Linked DNA regions of Mus musculus: region 1 is linked to region 2. The links are chromatin contacts, called in public HiChIP or PLAC-seq maps. All regions are on one chromosome and are shown on one strand. Each heading gives the region's core, a stretch centred on a gene start, on an enhancer-like site or on the middle of the called end of the contact. The rest is flanking DNA. Distances are from core to core; before and after follow the strand shown.

Region 1 (3,796 bases), core at 634-3,133, 190 kb before region 2:
GGTGGTATGAATGAGGATCTGTGTGCATACATAGGAGGAAAAGGGTTGGGGGAGGGGAAAGGAGAGCAGACCATTCTTGGTAGAAGAACAGGACAATGGAGGCTGGAGGTGGAAAGCCATTTGTCCCTACTGCCTTGCTCAGGAAGTATCTACCCAAGGCATCCCGTCTCCTTTGGTAGGTGAAACTTCACACTCAATGCAGGCCCTTGAAACTCTGTCTCATTCACCCATGACACCTCCTCCTCCTCCTCCTCCTCCTCCTCCTCCTCATCCTCTTCCTCTTCCTCCTCCTTCCATAAAGCCAGCAGATATTTCCTGGACACCTATTATGTGCTGGACTCTGTACTTGTGTCTGGACAAAGCAGAGTCACCAGGAGACACTTCTTGTTCTTAGTATTAAGGGATGTGAGAAAGAACATCAGATGACAAACAGTCTCTTAGAAGGCTGTGTAAGGAGCTGGATAGGTTACGGACTCATAGGTAAGGTGGTCAGAGAGTGTCTCCAAGGAGATAGCCTAGAAGGCATTCCGTTCCTGTAACAAAACACCAGAGGCTGAGTAACAGAGAGATTTATTTAGCTTCGTTTCAGAGGCTGGAATTCTGAATCTGGTGATGTCTCTGGAGGGAGCCCTTACCATATCACAGCACAGATGGCATCATGGCGGGTGTGTGAGTGATGAGACAAATCGGGAAGCCAGCTATTTTTAGTGGGACTGGTTCTTTAAAGAGAACTGGCTCTTACAGGAATGAAGTGAGGTCCCAGGAGAGTTACCTTAATACCACCACAAGGCAGTGCCCCAGTGACCTCCCTCCCTCCTGCTCGATGCCACCTCTCAAAGGCCTACCATCCTTCATACCAGCACACTCAAGGACCAAAGTTTTATCATATAAACCACACTTGAACCATTGCAGGAGGGGACACTGAACCTTGAGATCTGAGTCTAAGGTCAGGGAAGGGTGTGTAGAAGTTAAGGACCTTGGCTTGTTCAAGGCTGTTGTTTTTGCTCAGAGTGGAGGGAGAGTGATGGCCCGGGGCCAGCAGTAGGATTGCATATGGCTTTGCAAGGCAGGAAAGGGGCTCAAGTTTTATTCCAACCAGATGAGGAGACTTCAGAGGGTTTTAAACAGACAATTGATGGGATCCAATTACTTTCCAAATTAATTGAAAGTAGGAGATTGTGAGTTGAAGTTGGAGGGGAGCCAGGTGACTCTGTACAGTTCAATTCCAGGTGGCTACAGCTTGGCCCTGTGGAGAGAGGGGCCTGAGATATGTCTCTAAGGTGGGAAGATGGGTCTGTTAGAAGAAGATATGGAGGCAGTCAGAGAAGGAGGGAGGGAGGGAGGGAGGGACGGGGCGGGGAGAGGAGAGAGAGGGAGAGAGAGAGAGACAGAGAGAGACAGAGAGATAGAGACAGAGAGAGGGAGAGGGGAGGGGGAGGGAGAGGGAGGGGGAGGGGGGAGAGAGGGAGAGGGAGAGAGAGAGAGAGAGAGAGAGAGAGAGAGAGAGAGAGAGAGAGAGAGAGGCAGGCATGTAAAGTGAGACTCTGATCTGATGGAGAGAGGTAGTCATTAGGACAGGACAGATGTGGGGTTGGGTGGGAAGGGTGATTTGACCCTGACCCCACTGATTTTGGACTGGCTATGAGACAGCCAAGTGGAACAACTAAACAGGTAAATTACCATTGCGTTGCTGGAAGGGTAAAAGTAGGGTCAATGCCAGATTGATCTGGGTCTGTTTCTTCCTTTTCTGCTTTCATGATGTAGCCAAGGTCATTGCAGCCTGAAGATATCACAGCCAGAGCCCAAGGCCTTCCCTGTGTGTGGTCTGTGGTGTCATGACATCCTGGAGGCCAGTGCCAGCCAGGGGCTGACGTCATCCATCATGTGTTTCTGTCCTCCCCTGTGTCAAGGGTGGGCATGGCTCCAAGCCACTGATTGTGAGAAGAGCTGAGCTCACCTTCCTAAGTACTCACAGTGCTTAGGACTAAGTACTGCAAGCAACCACAGGCCTGGAAAGTAAGAGTGGAGGCCCCTCACTTTACAAAGGGGAGTGAGGTACAGGACACCAAAACTGGATTCAGATAAGCAAGTTGAATACTTAGCTACTTCCTTTTACATCTATGTTCAGTCAGTAAATAGTTGCTCATTTTCTTATTCAGGGAGAGGGAAACTGAGGCCTTGTGTGTGAGCAGCTTCTAGCTGAAGTGTTTACAGTCCAAAGATCCAAGAAGCCAAAGCTCTGTTAAGTGGTTCTGGGGCCAAGGTTCCCTTGTCAGCTGTTTGTGACAAGCCTTTGACAATACAAACAGCAGTGGTCTGGGGAAGCAGAAGTATGGACAGAGACACACTGGCTGAGGACAGATTAGCTGGTGGTTGGGAAGGAGAGACCCTTGGTTATGTTAGACTTCTTCCTTGGGGGAGCTGCTTATAGGACAGGGGATGGTAGGGGCCTCTTCATGGGCTGGGCAGGCTTGGTCCCGGCTCTTCTGCTGACTGTAGACTGACTGTGTGCCTGGGGGCAGGTTTGCAGTAGCTATGACCCACGAACTAAGACTGGGTTAGAATGAAATCTTCAGTGAGTAAATAGCAAGTACCTACGGTGTGCCCTGCTGTAGCTCAGCCCTGCCATTAGTCAGTTTATTATTTAGTGACAGTGCAGGCAAACAAACACTGAACAGTCTGTATATTGTCTCTTCCTGGTGAGAGGGAACAGCAAACTTAGGCTTCCTCTGGAGGTATGTTAGCATTGCTGTGGAGGAGACGTGCTTTTTAAGATGGACCCTGAAATGGGGCCAGTGGGCAGGCAGGGGGGATGGCGTTGACGCAGGCTCAGAGGGAGGGAAGCAGTCACATCCACAGTAGAAAAGAACTTGATTTTTTTTTTAAAAAAAGGATTTAGTTAAGTTTTTTTTGTATGTACATGATTTGTCGGCATGCACGTGTGGGTGCACCTGTGTGCAGGTATGGGGTGTGCATGCTCACTGAACCTGGGCCTTTTCATCCTGACAGTCGAGCTGTTCAGTCTGCTCCTGCTAGTCTGTCCTGTATCTAGAGCCCTGGGGATCATAGGTAGGTCACTATGCATGCCAGGTTTTTATGTGGGTGCTGGGGTGCCAAATGCAGGTCCTCAAACTTACACAGGAAATGCTTTATCCATGAAATCTTCTCCCTGATATTTTTTAAATATTTTTATTACATATTTTCCTCAATTACATTTCCAATGCTATCCCAAAAGTCCCCCATACCCTCCCCCCCACTTCCCTACCCACCCATTCCCATTTTTTTGGCCCTGGCGTTCCCCTGTACTGGGGCATATAAAGTTTGCAAGTCCAATGGGCCTCTCTTTGCAGTGATGGCCGACTAGGCCATCTTTTGATACATATGCAGCTAATCTAGGTTAGGTTCACATAAAATGAAACAAGCCATCCAGGCACATAGATGAGCAGTGTTTTGGATAAGCTCACGCTTGCGTGACTGTGCCCTGTCCAGCCTCATTGCCGGGTTCCCACAAGTATCTGAGGTTTCCTTGTCTAAACTCCACGCGCCTCAGTCCTCGAAGGGGAAGTGTTTTGTGTGTGTCCTGACAACACACACTTGCTCACAGGCGGTGCTTGTTGTGTGCATAGAACTCACCTGGAGGGAGAAGTGATTATACCTATTGCATAAATGGGGATGCTGACCAAAACTGATGCCACATGTCCAAGGTCACGTGACTGGGGCAGAGACAAGACTGGCATGCAGGCTTCCAAAGATGCTTCTGCAGACCAACTGGGCCCTGCCGAAGAATCCAGATTCA
Region 2 (3,541 bases), core at 18-2,517:
AAACAGATGACAGCCCCCTCACTGTAGGTGGGAGGCTTTCACCCTGTCAGCCGAGAGCTCAGCAATCACAGCGGCAAAGCAGCCAGCTCATTCCAGTTTAAAAATAACTGGAAATGCCCACTTGAAGTGCAGGCGTGACAAGGGCAAGGCTGACGGGTGGGACCGTTGGATGATTCTGACATTAAGCTGTCTGTGGTCAGACATGCGCAGTCGTGCCCAGGAGACCTGGGAGAACTGAGCAAGTGGCTCTTTCTGTACAAAGTGACTTCACTCACTTCCCTCTGTGCTCCCTTCCTTTTGCCTCTTGACTTCACCTTGTAGAGAAAGTCATGCGTGCTAATGCTTCCCTTAGCCCTGCATCAGCAGCCTTTTCATAGATCAGGAAACAGGCTCAGAGAGGTGAGGGAGCTTCCTCCAAATTTGAAGGCAGGTGTGTGGTAGGGTCACAATTGAACAGCATACTACAGTGAAGCAGCTTTGGAGGGGCAGCTTCCTGCAGATTGCTGGGTTTGTTTACTGTGAACCTCACAATGCCTACCTGGCCCTCAGTACTATCTAAACCACAGTGTATACTTTGGAATTACTGGAATGTGACATCATTCCGTGTGCATCTGCAATGACATATGTGATTCACGGGGCCATTCGTCACTGAAGTGGCTTGGGACATGAGCTTGCTGCGGCAGCATGAGCCCCCGAGTTTCAAGCCACAGAAAAAGCTGGTCAGGGCTGCTCTTATCTGTAACACCAGCATTGGGGGTGCAAAGACAGGCAGATCCCAAGAGTTCCCTAGCCAACCTGCCTCTCCAACAGAACGATGCGTTTCTGGATCACTGATAGCCAGTCAAAAGGCAACAAGGCAGAAAGCAATAGAGGAAGACATGTCATACCGTGCTCTGCATGCACACTTTCCGTGAAAGGTTCATGCTGGAAGTATTTGTCTATGTCCCTGTGGAGACTCCTACAAAAGAGAGAAAACACACTGCCGCTCCCTTACAGATTGCCTGTGACTACTGTGAGTCTGGGCAGCTGACCTGGAGACTCCTTCCTCTTGCACTTACAGGCCCAGCAGTAGGACACAGAGGGTCTTGGTCTTGTTGTCAGTCCCATCTCTCTGTGAATGCGCAGACTGCACAGAAACTCGTGATGGCCACTTTAGCTTCTGTTTAGATGCCTCTCTGGGAGGGGCACTCACTTCCTTACTACTCAACTAATAAAGAGCTTCAACTGTGAGTAGCTATACTGTTTTCTTCAAAATCAGTATAGGTGAGGGCCCCAAAGAAGGAAGGTGTCTACTTCCTGATAGTAAGAGTGACTCACAGGCATGGTATACTACTCTGTGCCCTCTTTTCCCTGGCAGTCCTTTGATGAGTTGAAAATAGGAACCCTGAACCTGTTTTCACTCTGAAGTTTATGTTTGAGCTTGTTGAAAAGGGTCAATTTTTTTTTTTTTTTTGGCTAAAGAAATAGATGGCTCAGCAGTTAAGAGCACTGGCTGCTCTTCCAGAGGTCCTGAGTTCAATTCCCAGCACCCACATGAGAGCTCACAGCTGTCTAACTCCAGTTGCAAGTGATCAGACACCCTCACACAGACAGGCAGGATATCATTGTATATGAAATAAAAAAACAAATGTGTAAAAATAAGAAAAAGAGAAAATGATCAGTTTTCTTCTTCTTCATTATTAGCACTGAGAAGTGACTCTGAGATCTGAGGAGAGTACAGTCAGGACACGCTTAAATGACACCAGGGGACTCTTTGTTTCCATCCTCTACTTCCATGTGCACCCTTGAGTTGCCTGGGCCAGACAGGAAGCATGCTGATGCCCACTGAGGAGCTGGTGACGTCTCTGGTCCAGGAACTCCCAAGGCTCAGCTCTGGCTTCCTCACCCTGGACACACACACTTGATACATCGCAAGCCCGGAGGAGCTTCTTGCACTGCCCACTGAATGATGTGGCCTGGTCCTCCTCCCTGTCTTGTTTGTCAGCCCCTCTGAGCTCACTGGAATCCACGGGTTTGATAAGGAGCTTTCTATGACTCCATTCAAGTGTTCACAAAATTTGTTTGAACAGGAGAGAGTCAAGGACAAAGGCTTATCTCAGGCTCTGGAGAGCAGCAGAGCTGACAAGCCGAACAGCAATGAATTAATCAGCATGCGCAGAGCATGGCTCTTGAAATGACTGTGTGTCCGCCTTCCTGATTGCGTGTAACCTCAGCTAGAGCTCTCCCTGGTACCGTAGAAGGTAGGGCGAAGATTTAGAGTGCACCTCATGGGTCAATGCATTGTACTCAACTGCATAGTCACACACCATGGACAGGTAGGAGGAAGGAGGAATAAAGGGGAAGGGAGGAAGAGATGGGGGAGGGGGAGGGGAAGCTAGGGAAGGATGAAAAGAAAGGGCAGAGAAGGAAGGAAGGAAAGAAGAGAGGAGGAAGGGAGGGAGAGGGAAAGGAAGAGAGAAGGAGGGGCTGAGGGCGGGGGGGGGGGAAACCCAGATTGTTTTCCAAGGGTTGGTGTTGGAGTAGACACCCCAGTTGCCAGGATAAGCTGCAGTGTAACTTCCCAGAGAACACCTGGGGTTTTGGTAGAGAGCAGCTCAGGTCCATCCCAGTCACTGGCCTCTATATGTGGTCGTGTGTCATCCTCAAATCTGGAGACTTGCTCGTCTTCGTTCATCTCTTGGACTTTGTCAGGAACCTGCTCTCTCTCAGCTGGTCACTGGGCCAGCAGCCAGGCACACAAGATGGAGATACAGGCCAATCAGATTCACAATGTCTTTGCCTCACCATTGACAGCCAAGGAGCCTTTCTGCCCAGTGGCCAGAGGTCTTGAATGCATCTGAACCCCTAGGAGGTTTCTCTTCCCTTTCTGGAGTCCAAAGAACCTCAGAGGAAGGAGAACAAAGGCTACTATCATCGATTCACGCTGCATTGACCATGGGTAGCAGATCCATATCTTCCCCTCCCTCCCCCCTCTGTCTCTGTCTCTGTCTCTCTCTCTCTCTGTCTCTCTCTCCCTATCTCTCTCTGTCTCTCTCTCTGTCTCTGTCTGTCTGTCTGTCTGTCTGTCTGTCTCTCTCTCTCTGTGTGTGTGTGTGTGTGCGTGCACTCACATGTATTTAAATGTCTGTGGATCCCAGAAAACAATCTCAGCTATCTTTTCAGATATTTCTTCTGTTTGAGTTAGGATCTCTCCATAGCCTGGAACTCCTCCAAGGATTCTCCTCTGCCTCCCATCTCTCCATCTCTGAGATTACAGGCACCTTTGGTACTTGGCTTTTTATATGGTTTCTGGGACTTAAACCCAGCTCCTTACAGGTAACTTGTGAAGTAACCACTTTATCAACAAAGCCATCTCCTCAGCCCCTTCTTCACCTTGTAAGGAGTTACAGGGCCCCCAGACTTCCAAGGCAGCCCTGCTGGCATGTGTCAGGAGTCCTGTCTGCATGGTGATCAAGAATCAACTGTAAACCAGCGAAAGCTGTGTATGTTAGTTGCTAAGTTGGAAGGCAGAGCAGACTGTCCTGCTCAGGCATGCATACAT

What was found. HiChIP or PLAC-seq counts read pairs in DNA pulled down with a chosen protein or histone mark.
Region 1: a contact with region 2 is called in an HNF4G HiChIP or PLAC-seq map of pancreatic cancer cells. The contact joins two enhancer-like sites. A contact is called at or near these places in 3 of 115 datasets of contacts at active chromatin or transcription factors (the 230-238 cell line, cardiomyocytes and pancreatic cancer cells) and 1 of 9 other capture datasets (embryonic stem cells).

The regions. Positions count from the first base shown.
Region 1 is chr14:25,344,263-25,348,058 of GRCm38.p6, reverse strand. All of the region lies in intron 1 of Zmiz1os1 (a long non-coding RNA gene), which reads left to right. Among named protein-coding and RNA genes, the nearest start is that of Gm41113, 33 kb to the left of the region's middle. Within about 2 kb of position 1,883, at least 65 of the 459 cell types and tissues checked have an H3K27ac peak or open chromatin away from gene starts, as enhancers often do. A contact at or near this core is called in the 230-238 cell line and pancreatic cancer cells, where this site is marked.
Region 2 is chr14:25,152,952-25,156,492 of GRCm38.p6, reverse strand. No RefSeq gene overlaps it. Among named protein-coding and RNA genes, the nearest start is that of 4930572O13Rik, 11 kb to the right of the region's middle. Within about 2 kb of position 1,267, at least 39 of the 459 cell types and tissues checked have an H3K27ac peak or open chromatin away from gene starts, as enhancers often do. A contact at or near this core is called in the 230-238 cell line and pancreatic cancer cells, where this site is marked.